Regions from separate parts of the Mus musculus genome. Here regions 1 and 2 are each linked to region 3. The links are chromatin contacts, called in public HiChIP or PLAC-seq and promoter capture Hi-C maps. All regions are on one chromosome and are shown on one strand. The core of a region is the stretch at or near the end of the contact, and the rest is flanking DNA. Distances in the headings are between cores, read along the strand shown. Region 1 holds the start of Mob1a (MOB kinase activator 1A). Region 2 holds the start of Clec4f (C-type lectin domain family 4, member f). Region 3 holds the start of Dguok (deoxyguanosine kinase).

Region 1 (4,893 bases), core at 1,272-3,771, 180 kb after region 3:
TCCACATCATGGGATGCTGTGCAGTAAAAATAGGTAATGTGGTATATATAGTCAAAGCATAGCTGAACACATTACAGAACCAAATTAGAGCAAAGTCTATTTTGGTAACCCATAGAAAGCACAAACAACAACAAAACAGAAAAAGCATTAAAATAAGACATATCAGAATTGTGACAACATCTAAAAGGGGAAGGGAACAGACTCGTGGACTTACACCTTACCTGTGAAAGTAAATTTTAAATAGTGTAAAAAGTAAAAAATTATGAAAGTACTAGACTAAATATCATACTTTATAAAGAACTATATACATTAGAAGGATCACCCCAGGAACACATGGAGACAGGAAACTGAATAACAGGAAACTGAATATGGAAAATTAACATTAAATGATTTCTTAAGATTCAATAAGATCTTCATATGATAAATTGAGGTTTGTGCTTCAAGGGCTGAAGAGATGGCTCAGTAGTTAAGAACACTTGCTGTTCTTGCAGAGGACTGGGGTATACAGCTCCCAGCACCCACATGGTGGCTCACAACCATCCACAACTCCAGTCCCATGGGATTTGATGCCCTCTTCTGGCATCCGTGGGTACTGGATGTACATGGTATACATACATACATACATACATACAAGCAAAACACTCATACTCATAAAATGAAAGTAAATCCTAAACTGGGTATACTGGTATACATCTTTAATCCCAGCACTCTGGAGGGAGAGCGAGGCAGATCTCTGGGAGGTCAGCCTGGTTTACATAGTTAGCTCCAGGACAGCCAGAGCTACATTGTGAAACCCTATCTCAAAAAAAAAAAAAAACCAAACAAGCAAAAAAAAAAAAAAAAAAAAAAAAAAAAAACTAAATAACTAAATAAATCTTTGAAAAATACACTTACATTCTTCTAATGATGCCATCAAAACAGTTAAAATAACGCTGAGGATGGAAGAAGTCACAGATGTAATGAGACACTCATATCCAAAATACATAAAGAATTCTTACAACTGAAACCAAAAAGTCAGACGGACACAACCACTGCACCATATACACACGTGGAAATGTCACAGTGAAACCCATTAATTTGTACAATTAACAGATGCTAACAAAATAAAGAACAATCTGATTTTAAAATAGGAAAAGGATCTCAATAAACTCTATCCACAAATAGTCTGAAAACACAAAATACAGACACAGACACACACACACACACACACACACACACACAAACGATGCTTAACATTGCTGGTCATTGGGAGAATGTAAATCAATAAATTCCACTTCACCCTCAGATCTATCAGTGGTAATTACCAGGCAGGTGTGAACTGAAGAATTCTGAAAACTCAATACAATGAGAATGGGATGTTAAATGCAGTGCAGGCTTTAGAAGGCTTGGCAGTGCCTCAAAGGCTAACATGCAAAAACCTCACTAAGACCCAGGAGATACCATCACACACACATACCCAAAAACCTATAACCAGCTGCTCACAGCAGCGTTATTCAGAATAGCCAAAGAGTGGGAAAAACTGTCCATCGGTTTAAGTTATAAATAAAAACTTCCATTTACCTCACCTGGCTGAAGAGCTATGGACAGTCCACAAGAAGAGTCAGGTTTTTCAGGGACAAGCTCAAATAGACTCATAATGAAATAGTCAGCTCTACACCCAAGTACATACAGACGACACTAACTGGATCCATTACGTATGTATGTTGTATAGACGTAATATAGAATATAGATAAGAGAACATGAATTTGAATGGGAGATGAGAGGGCACTGGAGGAGTTAGAAATGAAAATACGCATCTATTAAGTTCTCAAAAAAAATAAAAACCTTAAAAAAAATTCACATGTGGGCCGAGATGAAAGCACCCACCTTTAATCCCAACATCTAAGAGGGCTCGAGGCCAGCCTGGGCTACATAGCAAGACCATTTCTCAAAACAAAACCCCCACATTTAAAGGAGGCCTGTCCTAGTGGCCGAGGCTGTATCCTGGCTCCTTGGGAAAGCAGAGGCAGGAGGAGTCCAGGTTCAAGCCCCGCCTGGGCTAAGAGAAAAGTCACATTGGAAGGAGCAATGCCCTCTTCCCAAATGCAAACCTGTGGGAAGCCACTGAGAACCTGCGCCTTTCTTTCTCAGCCTGGTCTGGTCACCGAGGCACTGCACATTTTCCTGCGCTAGCCGATCCCGGGGCGGCAGGCCCGGAGCAGCCCTAGGTCGGGCTCCGCCCTCCGCTTGGCCCCTCGGCCCGGCCCTGCCGACCGACACCCGCCCCGCCCCGGCCCGGCCCGGCCCACTCACAAGAGGAAGCTCATCCTCGCTAGCCCGAGGGGCCGTGGCCCCCGCCCCGTCAGACTCGGCGCCGCCGCGGGCACCGGGAGGCAGAGGACGGTCCGCGGCTCTACAGGGCTGCCGAAGCTTCACGGCCCGGGTTTGGTACCGAGTTCCAGCCGCCGCGACCAAGCACCGACCGCGGGCTCCTCCGCGCTGCCTCCCACAGCTCCGCGAGCCAAAATGCGGAACCAAGAGGATCTCGCGAGACCGGGCTTCTTCCCGTCCCGCTGAGCTTCACCCTGCCCCTTCCTGAGCTCAGCCAATCAGTATTCTGTGGGCACGGGAGGGAAATGGGGCCAACTAGGCGCCGCTGTCAACTGTTCCGTGGCCGAGGGACGTCTGCCAGCGCTACTTGGTGACTGTTTCGCTATTTAGAAAAACTTGATGTCTTCTCCTAAAGGAATGCTATTCTGGCCACCTCGCCTGTTGATGGACACCTGGGAGGTTTCTACACACACACTGTAACGCTGCTATGAATGTCCATGTGCATGTTCCGTGTGGGAGGATATGTTGACACCAGGTGACACTATGGTAGAATGAAGAAAAGAGGGGGGAGAAAAAAAACCTGTGGAAATAAATGAAACTGCAGATGCGCAGTGGCAAAGATCCAGTATTTTGCCGGTGGTTTAAAACCATTTGAATGCCACCTGTCACATTAATGTCATCAATTTTATTTTATCAACTTTTGGGTTCCTGTTTGTTTGCGTGTTGTTCCTTGGTTGAGACAGGATCTCAGGTGTTCCAGGCTGCCCAGGCTGGTTTAAAGTTTACTATGTCGCCAAGGATGACCCTGACCTCCTGACCGTCCTGCGTCTGCTTCCCAGGTGCGGGAATTACAGGCTTGAGCTACCACCTGCCTCCTTCTATTAACTTTTTAAACCACCTTTTATACATTTGTATTTATTAGTGTGGTATGTAGTAGTAGCTGGTTCTCCTTTTCTACCTTGATGGGGGGGGGGGCAGCCTAGGTTATCAGGATTATTCAGTAAGCTTTTTCTTTTCTTTCTTTCCTTTTTTTCACTAACTTCTGTAAATTTGTATGTGATTTAGAGTATGTGCCTTGATATATTTTTTGAATCTTTTGTTTGTTTGTTTTTGGTTTTGTTTTTTGTTGGTTTTTTTTGTTTGTTTGTTTTCCTGGTTTTTTGAGACAGGGTCTCTATGTAGTCCTGCTGTCCTGGAACTTGTTTTGTAGATCAGGCTGGCCTCGAACTAACAGATATCTTCCTGCCTCTGCCTCTTGTCCTTTTATTTGTTTATTTTTTTCATAAGTATATTTTTAAATAACATATTATTAAGGTTTGAGTCTGTGTCCTTATGTTTATATCAAGTCAGGACAAGCATGATGATACACAGCTTCTTTAATCCCAGCACTGGGAGGTAGAGGCAGATGGGTCTTTGTGAGTTCATGGCCAGCTTGGTCTGCATAGCATGTTCTAGGACAGCCATGACTACATAGAAAGACTCTCAAAAATTATATGTGTGTGTGTATGTATGTGTGTGTATGTATATATATATATATATGTATATGTGTGTATACATATATGACATTATATGTATACACACACATATATATATATATGTATATAACTATAAAAATATGATGTGAGAGGCTTGATTAAGAGCACTTAATACCTGTATAGTATAGTACCTGAGTTCAGGGTCCAGCATGCACACTGTCTGTAACTATCTGTAACTTCATTTCCAGAGCATCTAACACTCTCTTCTGACCTCCACGGGCATCAGGCATACATGCATGTCACATGCATGTAAGCTGGCAAAACACTTATAAAATAAAAAAAAATCTTCTTTTAAAAAGGAAAAAAATGCTGGGTGTGGTGGTGCACGCCTTTAATCCCAGCACTCGGGAGGCAGAGACAGGCAGATTTCTGAGTTCGAGGCCAGCCTGGTCTACAAAGTGAGTTCCAGGACAGCCAGGGCTACACAGAGAAACCCTGTTTCAGAAAAAAAAAAAAAAAAAAAAAAAAAAAGCAGACTAAATGAACTCCAGGTTTGTTGTTTGTTTGGGGCTTTTTTCCATCTTTTAATGAAATGATTCTTAAAATTGTAGAATTATTAAATCTATGAGGAAAAAACTTATTAAAGACACTTCTCCATATGTCCAGCTTTAGGGAGAGAAAGCCTTAGGGATTAAGGTGTAAATCTTTGGTCAATATTTAAAGAGGATATCAATACAATCCTCTAAGGAGTCAAAGATAAGGTTTCCCAGTGAGTAAGGGGCAGGGCAATTTGGTCTCCACCAGAACAGACAGCAGCCAAACACACACTGGGGTGCTTTGCTCACTCTGGCTCAGCAGGATCAAGAGATAGCGTCATACGATCTGGTTATAGCAGATGTGGGAAACAGAAGGTAAGCGGCAGCTCAGAGGGCCTTCTTGTTCCCCCCTCTTCTGGGCTGCTCCCCTCCCCCACCCCCAATCTTCCTTCAGTTCCCCTTTTGAGCTTCCTTAGGCAAAATTGGCCACCGTGACTTTTTATTCTGTGTAAGCATCCTACACCCTCATCTGCAGAACTCCAGCTTGTCCCTACCTTCTCGCACACAGAGCC
Region 2 (4,957 bases), core at 1,320-3,819, 150 kb before region 3:
CTGTAGCCCAGGTTAGCTTCAAGTTCACTATTGTAGCTCAGGTTAGCCTCAAGCTCACTATATAGTCCAGATGGGTCTCAAGCTTGGTGATCTTGCCTCAGCCTCCTGAATGCTGGAATTACAGGTGTGTTACTGTGTGTCTTAGTTACTATTCACTTGCTATGATAAAACACCATGGCCAAGGCAGCTTTGAAAAGAAAACATTTTAATTGGGGCTGGCAGTTGCAGATAGCTCCATGGCCACCATGGTGAACAGCATAGCACCACGAAGGCAGGCAGGCAGGCAGGCGGGCATGATACTGGATCAGTACCCGAGAGCTTACATCTTGATCCACAAGCATAAGGCTAGGAGAGAGAGAGCTTACTAGAATGGCATGGGCTCCTGGGACCTCGAAGCCCACTGCTAGTGTCACACCTCTCCCAGGAAGGCCACACTTACTTCCTTTCTAAACAGTTTTACCAGCTGGAAACCAAACATTCAAATATGTGAGTCTATGGGGGCCGTTCTCATTCAAACCACCACACAATGCCAGGCCCAAAGCAGTGTTTGTTCTCTTGGAAGAATGTTATAGGTCTCATCCAGAAGAAGTACTTTGGACCCAGTCTTCTCGATTTCTTTAAAATTAGTTCTGAGAACCTGGAGATATCACCTGAATGGCTATAATTGCTGATGATGAAGTCTTTATGGGAGGTTCTCAACCTGTGCATCCCGACCCCTATGGCAAGCCTCTATCTCCAAAAGTATCTATATTGTGATCCATGACAATAGCAAAATTACAGTTATGAAGTAGCAACAATAGTTTTATGGCTGGGGTCACCACCACCTGAGGACCTGCATTAAAGGGTCGCGCACAGCACTGGGAAGGCTGAGAACCATTGGCTTAGATGAAGGTGGACTCTGATTTGTATTCCCTGACTGCTCTCCTGACACCAAGCTGGGTTCCCCTGACATCCTTTCTGTCAAACAGCAGCTGTGCACCCATCATTTGATCGTTCTGATGCTAACTCCCAGATAGCAGAGACCTCACAGTCTGAGAGTTCTGAGAGTCTCTTACAAGACTGTCCCCACTTCAGAGATCTGTGACTAGTAGGTTGCCAAGCAACCCATTCTTCTGTCTGTCTTACAGCCAATGCCATGACATTCAGCTTTGATGGTTCCCTAGAACAAACCATCGAACTACATGCAAACACTGGGTAGACTATTCAGAGTTTGTTGGAAGGGATAGCCTGAGCCAATGGAAAGATATAAAGCAAGGTTTAGCAGCTCCTGAGCACCATACTTCTGTGTCTCAGGAGTCAGGGTGAGATTGAGCCTTCTGTATTTTCTTGCTCAAGTTTGTTGTTTGAGAGAGACAGGGTCAGCTGAGTATGACGTTGAACTTCTGATCTTTTCCTGTCTCTGTCTCCTGAGTTGTATAGTCACGGGCATGTACCCCATATCTTGTTTAAAGACTGCCTGGGATGGAAGCCAGGGCCTTATGTGTGTAAGACAAGTGATTTACCAACTGAGCTACAGCTCAAACCCTACCTTGCTTAGGATTCTTGTGACTTCCTGTGAAGTCCTTCTCACAGGGATGTCTGAGAGTAGGGGAGGGGGGGGTGGAGGTTTCTAATCAATGTGGCCTTTCTGGAACTGGTGGCCATCCCAGAAAGGACCTGAGTCATCTCACCAAAAGAACCCAGGTGTGCTCAGAGGGAATTCATTATGATAACCAAGGATTATCGTCACTCAGGAGTTAGGCTTGCAGGAACTTTGACCTAGGACACAGCCAACAATCACATATAAAGTCTGTCAGGGCCTTTCTGGTGACCTGTCTGTAAAGTTCTGAGGTTTGGACTGGCCAGGCTCCCGGTCTTTGCCTCCCCCTACAAATTCTCCCACCTCGTGCACTGTTTTTGTTTGTTTGGTTTTTGAGACAGGGTCTCACTATGTGGCTCTGACTGGCCTAGAACTCACTATGTACACCAGCTTGGCCTCAAACTCAGAGAGATCAACCTGCCTCTGCCTCCCAGGTGCTGGGATTAAAGCTGTGTGCTACCTCAAGCCTGATGAAAATCAGAGGCCAGTGCTGGGCATCTTCCCTTATCTCTTCCCACCTTTATTAAAAAAGAGCTAATTGATTCAGTGAGGCAGCCTGGCTAGAAAGCTGTAAGGATCTTCCTACCTCCACCTCCCAACACTGTGACTACAGGCACATGCTGCTGTGCCCAGTTTTTGATGTGGGTGGTGCTGGGGAGCCAAACTCTGGTCTTCATGCTTAGCGCTTCATGCTTCAAGCGCTTCACTGTCTGAGCCATCTCCTCAGCCTCTCAAGAATGTTTCCCCTGTAAAGTTGACAGTCCCCTTCTTAGGGGCAGATTGCAGACCCTGCTGAAGGGGGTTGGGTGGTGTGTGGCTCTGAGGCAGAGGCTGGCATGGAGCCAGGGGCAGAGGGGGAAAGGGCTGTTGGGCTCTTGGCCTCTGTAACTCCAAGAGGAGGAGGGGCCAGTGGTAACATTGGATTTCTGCAGAGTCAGAGGGAGGAGGCAGGTTTGGGAAGTTGTCCTGACCTCAGGAGAACATAGATCAGGCTCCCACTGTGTTTCAGGCTCTCACTACTGTGGGCTTGCAGGACAGGCTTTAGGAACCAGTGGCAAGAACGGTGCAGGAGGATGAAGGAGGCCGAGCTGAACAGAGATATGGCTAGATATTGCACAGACAACCAGTGTGTCTCCCTACAGCCCCAAGGTAAGAATATTTAGGTAAGAATATTGCCTATACCCTGCCCTCTGAGCCCATCTTTGCCAGCCCAGAGATTTGTATCATCCCTGCCTTGGTTCCATAGTAAATAGATGGGTCAGAATAAACAGGTCGGCAGAGGACCAGAACTCTGAGCACCCCAGGCTCTATATGAAACCTCCAAGAGCCCCTCCACTGGGTACAGTAACCCGATGTCAGGAAAAATGTGCACTTGGAGTTCAGATGGGCCTGGTTTTGAACCCCGGCTTTGCCCTCCACCTAGCCCGTGCACCCTCTGGAGCTGGTGCTCTCCGAGATCATTAGTGGGTGCATCCCTGGCTAGTAACCAATTTCCCAGAAGGCCCTAGACATGCGTCCAGGGCAACATGTCAAGCTCTGTGGAAGGCTCCAGGGATGAAACCATCCACCCCAGGGACACTAATGCTTGATGTGGTCAGGCTTGTTAACAGAATGGGGACCTGTGGTCTGGACCCCTGCTATGTACCTTCTTTCCACCTGCTTTCAGCCTTCACTTTCTTCTTTCTTTATGATCGCACCCACAGCAACGCTTTCTCTGGGACGGGTTTCATGTCTAGGACACCACTGCAGCCTCTGTGGGTTGTGAGCCCCATACCTTTGGCTGTTACCTGTCCTGAGAGAATGCTTTCTTTCCCTGTGAGAAGCATGGCAGTTGTTCTCATCTCTAACGGACAAGTCAGGGGACTGTGTCAAGACCGACAGTCCTGGCTCTCCCTGCACTCTTACCCTGAGTCTTGGCTTCTCCCCTGCAGGACTGGGGCCTAAGTCAGCTGCTCTCATGGCTCCCAGGACCCTGCGGCACGTCCAGGTCATTCTGGCATTAATGGTGGTGACTGTGATCTTTTCTCTCCTTGCTCTTTTTGTGGTGGGTAAGTTCTCGGGTGACTTTAGCCACAACTCACTCTCCCTCTGTGCAAAGGTCCCAAGAGACCCAGATGGCAGTCTTCTGGACATTTCTGCTCTCTGAAGTAACATTTTGCCACCAACCTAGGCCCAGACCTGGAGTCAACAGAGCCCACTGGGCTGTGAGATGGCTCTCGAGAATGGAGGCTTCTGGGAAGGGGGGCAGGCTTGATGCTCCTCTCTTTCTGGAACCCAGCTTGTGTGGGAAGTCTATTATGTCAGGGCTATGGATTGAGCTGACCCAGGAATGGCATTCTCAGCTTCACAGCCTTGGAGACCTGAGTGGAATAAAGAGCCTCCCTCCCTCCTGCTTCGGGGAAGCAACAACTCTGGACACGACAGTGAGTAGTTCCAGTGAGGACGCGCCTCAGGGAGCTGGCTGTGGGGTGTGGGGCACAGACTCTGCTGCAGCTTCTCTTCCAGCTCCTGTTCCCACGCCGAGCTTCAGCTCCCACCTTCCTCCTAAAACATATTGTAAACTTATTTTTTGATACAGGATCTCATACAATCCAGGTTGGTTTCAAACTAAAAAGCCAAGAATCACCTTAAATGTCTGACCCTTCCTGCCTCCGTTTCTATAATGCTAGGTGTGTGGCACCATGCCCAGGTAATGTGGTACTGAGGATTGAACCCATAACCTCATGCAAACGAAACAAGTGTTCTATCAAATGAGCTGTATCTCTAAACCCCAAATTGTCCCATTTTTCAGCACAGCTTTATTGAGGTCCAGCTGCCGTAAACATTGGGCATATTTAAATTGCACAATCTGATAAATCCCTGTGGAGTGTGTTCCTGAAACCATCTCTACAGTCAGGCTGAGGAGCCAGCTCACCATCCCCTCCCCAGGGTTTGCTTGCAGCCATTGGTGATCTCTCGCATCCCCTCCTGACTTCAACCTCACTTGTCATGGTGAAGAGCAGTTTTCTTATAGAGTTTCATATGAAAAAGGATTTAAAAATAAGCATGTTCTTTTTCAGTCGTTTTTCATCCACGTGATCTGAGAAAAATATTCTTAGTAGTGTTGAGAATTGAACCCAGGCCAGAGTTTCTGTTGTTCCTGCTCATGTGTGTTTGTGTGTGTGTGTGTGTGTGTGTGTGTGTGTGTGTGTGTGTATGTGTAGCAAGCAGCTAGCTAGCCTGCCTGCATTCTTGCGTGGTCCATCCCCAGAGCCTACTAGCTTCAGGGACCAGCTGGCTGCCCTAGGATCACTCAAAGCTGTGTGTGGAGGAGTCTCTAATGTATCACAATGCTGCAACAGATAAATTATAGAGGCAACTGAAGGAAGAGTTTATCTT
Region 3 (4,489 bases), core at 988-3,487:
ACTAACCCAGCTCTTGTTTGTTCTATAAAACCCTAGCTTCATGCTGCAGGCTCTTTCTCTTAGGAATTTAGAATAGAACCAAAGAGATTCTGAAAAAAAAAAAATCAGACCAGGTCTTGTGTAGCCCAGGCTTGACTTCAAATTCCTTTTGTAGTTGAAAATACCCTGAACTCTTAATTGCCCTGCTTCTACCTCCAAGGGTGCAGTGATTATTATTATTATCATACCCAGCCTGATTAATTCTTATGAATGGCATAGCATATAATAAGTATAAAAAGGATAAAAAGATCATTATCAATAGTGGCATCAGAGTAACTGGCAGGTAACTAGATAAAGATGGTTTGGTTCATTAATTCACTCTATAAATCCAAAATAAAAAAGAAATAGATAGGCATGATGACCTGCCTTTACTGAGAAGGCTGAGGCAGAAGGACAGCCGGCTAAGCCATCTCTCTAGTCCCATGCTGAGTCATGTGTGTGTGTGTGTGTGTGTGTGTGTGTGTATACACACACACACACACACACACACACACACACACACACACACACACAATAGCTTTCTTCAGACACACTAGAAAAGGGCATCAGATCCCATTACAGATGGTTGTAAGCCAACATATGGTTGCTGACAATTGAACTCCGGCCCTATGGGAGAGCGAGCAGTCGTGCTGTTAACCGCTGAGCAGTCTCTCCAGCTTAATTCATCTCAATAACCATAAACTTCTTTAAGGCAAGGCTTCACACTGTGTCCCAGGCTGACCTGCAGGGCTTGAATTGGCAACACTACTCCTGACTCAGCCTCTCAATTACAATGACCCCGAGGACAGAGAGACTCTCATTCTTTGGGGGACAGGGGCAGTTAAGTATTTCCCAGCTCTGATTTTATACAAGCAAAGAAATGTAATCGGTATTTCTGCACAGTGATGGTTACTGGTGTGTGGCAGTGGCAATGGATAGAATTTAGCGGCTCCGATCTCCACGAGAATCCTACCTAGATTATAGTTGTTGTAGCCAAGGCTAAGTGCAGTGGTCAGAGGACACCTTTCAGGTGGTGGTTCTCTCATTTCACCACGTGGGACCTGAGGATTGTGACCCTGTGGTGAACAGGCTTAGCAGCAAGTGCCTTTAGTCAACTTGCAAGCCCCCTCCTCCTTTTTGAGCTAGTCTCGTACATCCCAAGATGGCCTCCAATGCACTGTGTAGCCAAGGATGACTGAACTTCTGAGCCTCCTACCTCCACCTCTCAAGTTCTAGGATTACAGGCGTGTGCCACCATACTGGAGTTCTCTGCTCCAGATCCAGCCCACAGCTTTGTGTGTGCTAGGCTCCACAGGTCACATCTTTCCAACAACTGCAGGACTGTAGATTTTATGTTTCAGAAAGTCTCTTCCATGCCTCCTCTCCCCTCACTCACTGCATATAGTCCTGTACATGTCTCCTCTCCAGGATTCATTCTTACAGAGCCAATACCATGCTTAATCCAACTCGTTATCCTGATGAGATTCCTCCAAGTGAACATTTACCTATTTAAAGGTCAAAATAAAATGGGGTGTGATAAAATAAATGGTCCAACATTGTGCTGACAGTTACACAGGATGCGAAACATTACTTGTGTAAGTTATTGGATTGTTCCCTTCCTGCTTAAAACAGTCCAGTCTCTTCCTGTAGGCAATAAAGTCCCAAAGTATGGAGGAAGAAGGCATTTATCTTAGGGCCAGTGAGACGGCTCAGCAGGTAAAAACACTAGCTGCCAAGACTGATAGCCTGAGTTTGAGCAGACTCTTATAAGTCGTCCTGACCTCTACAAGTGCGCCATTAATGAGTAAGTAAAATGATACGTAATGAGCATGCTGGAACACACATTGTAGGCTCACCACTTGGGACGGGGAGGCAGGAGGACCAACTGCACTACATGAGACCTTGTCTCAAAATATCAAAATAAATAAGTATAACAAGATTTTTGTTGTTCTGTTTTTCAAGACAGGGTTTCTTTGTGTAGCCCTGACTGTCCTGCGACTCACCCTGTACACCATACTAATATGCAATATACACATATTAATTAAAACGATGAGAGGGCTACGGACGCCTGAACTCTACTTCAGCACACCCTCCTACACCACAACACCGAGACACTCCCACATCGTCCCTGCAAATGTCGCGAGAACAGAGCAGCTCCTGCGGCCTCACCCGCCTAGAGAGCTAAAACCAGCCACTTCCTGCCTGACGGCCCTCTGACGTCAAAGGTGCGCTGGCGTCGCTTGATCGCAGGCGGAAGTGCTCTCGGCGGAAGTGCCCGCCTTGCTCGGCTTGGGTAGGATGGCTGCAGGTCGGTTCCTTCTGCGTCGTCTCCGAGCGTCTTTCCGTTCCCCGCTGCGGAACGCGCTCGTGGACGCGCCACACGCCAGGGCCATGCACGACGGGGGCGGCCCCCGAAGGCTCTGCATTGAAGGCAACATCGGTAAGGGCCAGAAAGTGGCTGTCGAGCCTTGGCCTCCGCCGAGTAGGTGGCTGAGAGGCTGGGAAAAGAAGTTGGCCTCAGATCTGTCCCACCCTGCCCACCTGACCCCTTCTGCTGCCACCGCCCAACCTGCCGGCCGGTTCTGCATGTCAGGCCTTTCTCCCACAGTGCACCGCGGGTTTTGATTTTGGGAGACATTGGGCCCCAGTACCCGCCCACCTACTCACCCACGGGGACGTAATAGCCTGACGCAGGCTTTAGATAGCCCCAGAATTATACTGGTTTACTGGCATGTTTCATTCGCTAGAAATAGATGCGACAGTGTGCCGGTTCTTTTCCTAAAATAGCATCACCAGATTTAGCAAAAATAAAAATAAATGTCCAGTTTACATAGTTTAAGATAATTTTGGTGTGTCACATGCAGTATTTGGGGCATACACTTAAAAAATGAGCCATTGTTTATTTAGACTTTTTTTTTTTTTTTTTTTCCCCTGAGACAAGGTTTCTCTGTGTAGCGTTGACTGTCCTGGAACCCGCTCTGTAGACCAGGCTGGCCTAGAACTCAGAAGAGATCCGCCTGCCCCTTGCCTCCCTTGTGCTGGGATTAAGGGGATGTGGCACCACCGCCTGGCTTAGATCAATTCTTAACAGATTCCATTTTCACTATTTTGCTGTACCCCCATGTTAATTGCACTACAAATTATTATGACAGTGTTCTATTGTTTTGAAACAGTCACTGTGTAGCCCTAGCTGGCTTGGATCTTGCTATTTAGACCAAGCTGGGCTCAAACTCACAGAAAGTTGCCTGCCTGGTTAGGAAGGATCATGCTTCTTAAATTTAGAAATAGATACTTATTATATATTTTGTTATAAGTAACCCAGTATCTTAAAAAACAAAAAAGCAACATGGAAGGAAAATGGCTCAACTCACTGTTGCTGAATTCTGAGGGTACTTAGCTCTGCACAGATGCTGATAATGCTATCAGGTGTGGGCTGCTCAAGACATTCTAGCAGCAAATAGTTTCTCGTTTTATTCATTCAGCAAATCGCCCTTTGAGTGTCTTCTCTGTGCTGGCACTGTTCCTTGACCCTACGGATACAGCCATGACCAGATCAAATAAAAATTCTGCACTTTAATAGGAAGTGATACATAATAAAGCTACAGAAATTAATTAAGCGGGGTAAATAAACAGTGGATGAGCTATTGATGAGTAAGATGAGAGGTTGAGGGTGGTTGTCTGTCTTCCAAATATAGTAATTGCCAAGTACCTCACTGGTGAAGGGATGCTGGATCAATAACCTGAACAGTGTGGGGGAGTGAGCGAGGTGGGCAGCTGACCAACAGTATTCCAGGCAGAGCAAGTCGGAAGGCCTGGGGATAGAATGGTGTGTTCAGTGAGCAGGAGGGAACCCATTCCAGCCAAAGTAGAGTCACCAAGGAGGGCAGTGGAGGAAATGATCAGGTGGATGAAGGAGGACCGGGTTGTGTAGATCCCAAAGACTATCGTGGGTTGTTTTCTTAATTTTAAATTTTACTCTCTTATATATTATATCCCAACGGCAATTTCCTCCTTCCTCTCCTCCCAGCCTCTCCCTCCACTACCCTCCATCCATTCTTGCGTTTCTCATCAGAAAAGGACAGGCCTCCCATGGATAACACCCTGAGACAGGAAGCCATTCAATGGTTTGAGGTGTTGAGAGATGAAAGCATCTCTGCTCAGTGCATAGGAAGTGGAAGGTTTCAGTTAGGAAGCCATTGCAGTATAACAAGCTAAGCTGGACCCCGGTGAAAGTTAGAGTTTAAGGTAGGCCAGGGGGGCCTGGTGATAGATGAGGTGTGTGTTCTGGAGGAGGCCGTGATAACCTCAGTCATCTTTACTGGAACAGCTTGGAAGACTTAGTTTGGATTGTTTTCTAATGTATATTTGTTTACTTAGTTACTTAGTTATTTTATCATGAGATCTTGTGCATGCTAGCCAAATGTTCTGCCACTGAAGTCCATCCCCCGTCCTTTTTGGGTTTTTTGGTTTG

What was found. Promoter capture Hi-C pulls out the DNA fragments that hold promoters and counts their contacts. HiChIP or PLAC-seq counts read pairs in DNA pulled down with a chosen protein or histone mark.
Region 1: an H3K27ac HiChIP or PLAC-seq map of regulatory T cells shows a contact between it and region 3, with 5 times the contacts expected there. The contact joins the promoter of Mob1a here to the promoter of Dguok in region 3. A contact is called at or near these places in 23 of 39 promoter capture datasets (the 3T3-L1 cell line, 3T3-L1-derived adipocytes, the C10 cell line and 16 more), 3 of 15 datasets of contacts at CTCF or cohesin (CD8 T cells, the NIH/3T3 cell line and large pre-B cells), 20 of 484 Hi-C or Micro-C datasets (B cells, CD4 T cells, CD8 T cells and 12 more), 47 of 115 datasets of contacts at active chromatin or transcription factors (the 230-238 cell line, CD8 T cells, DN3 thymocytes and 33 more) and 4 of 9 other capture datasets (adipose tissue, embryonic stem cells, liver and 1 more).
Region 2: a promoter capture Hi-C map of liver shows a contact between it and region 3, with 4 times the contacts expected there. The contact joins the promoter of Clec4f here to the promoter of Dguok in region 3. A contact is called at or near these places in 4 of 39 promoter capture datasets (cranial neural crest, liver, macrophages and 1 more), 3 of 484 Hi-C or Micro-C datasets (the N1E-115 cell line, embryonic stem cells and trophoblast stem cells), 2 of 115 datasets of contacts at active chromatin or transcription factors (embryonic stem cells and memory CD8 T cells) and 1 of 9 other capture datasets (adipose tissue).

The regions. Positions count from the first base shown.
Region 1 is chr6:83,323,667-83,328,559 of GRCm38.p6, reverse strand. Mob1a (MOB kinase activator 1A) reads right to left here and starts at 2,521. Exons shown (of 6, transcript NM_145571.2): 1 at 2,293-2,521. The coding sequence starts at 2,306. It also overlaps a transcript of Mthfd2 not described here.
Region 2 is chr6:83,653,728-83,658,684 of GRCm38.p6, reverse strand. Clec4f (C-type lectin domain family 4, member f) reads left to right here and starts at 2,569. Exons shown (of 7, transcript NM_016751.3): 1 at 2,569-2,728; 2 at 3,511-3,627; 3 at 3,922-4,002. The coding sequence starts at 2,653.
Region 3 is chr6:83,504,717-83,509,205 of GRCm38.p6, reverse strand. Dguok (deoxyguanosine kinase) reads left to right here and starts at 2,237. Exons shown (of 7, transcript NM_013764.2): 1 at 2,237-2,458. The coding sequence starts at 2,317.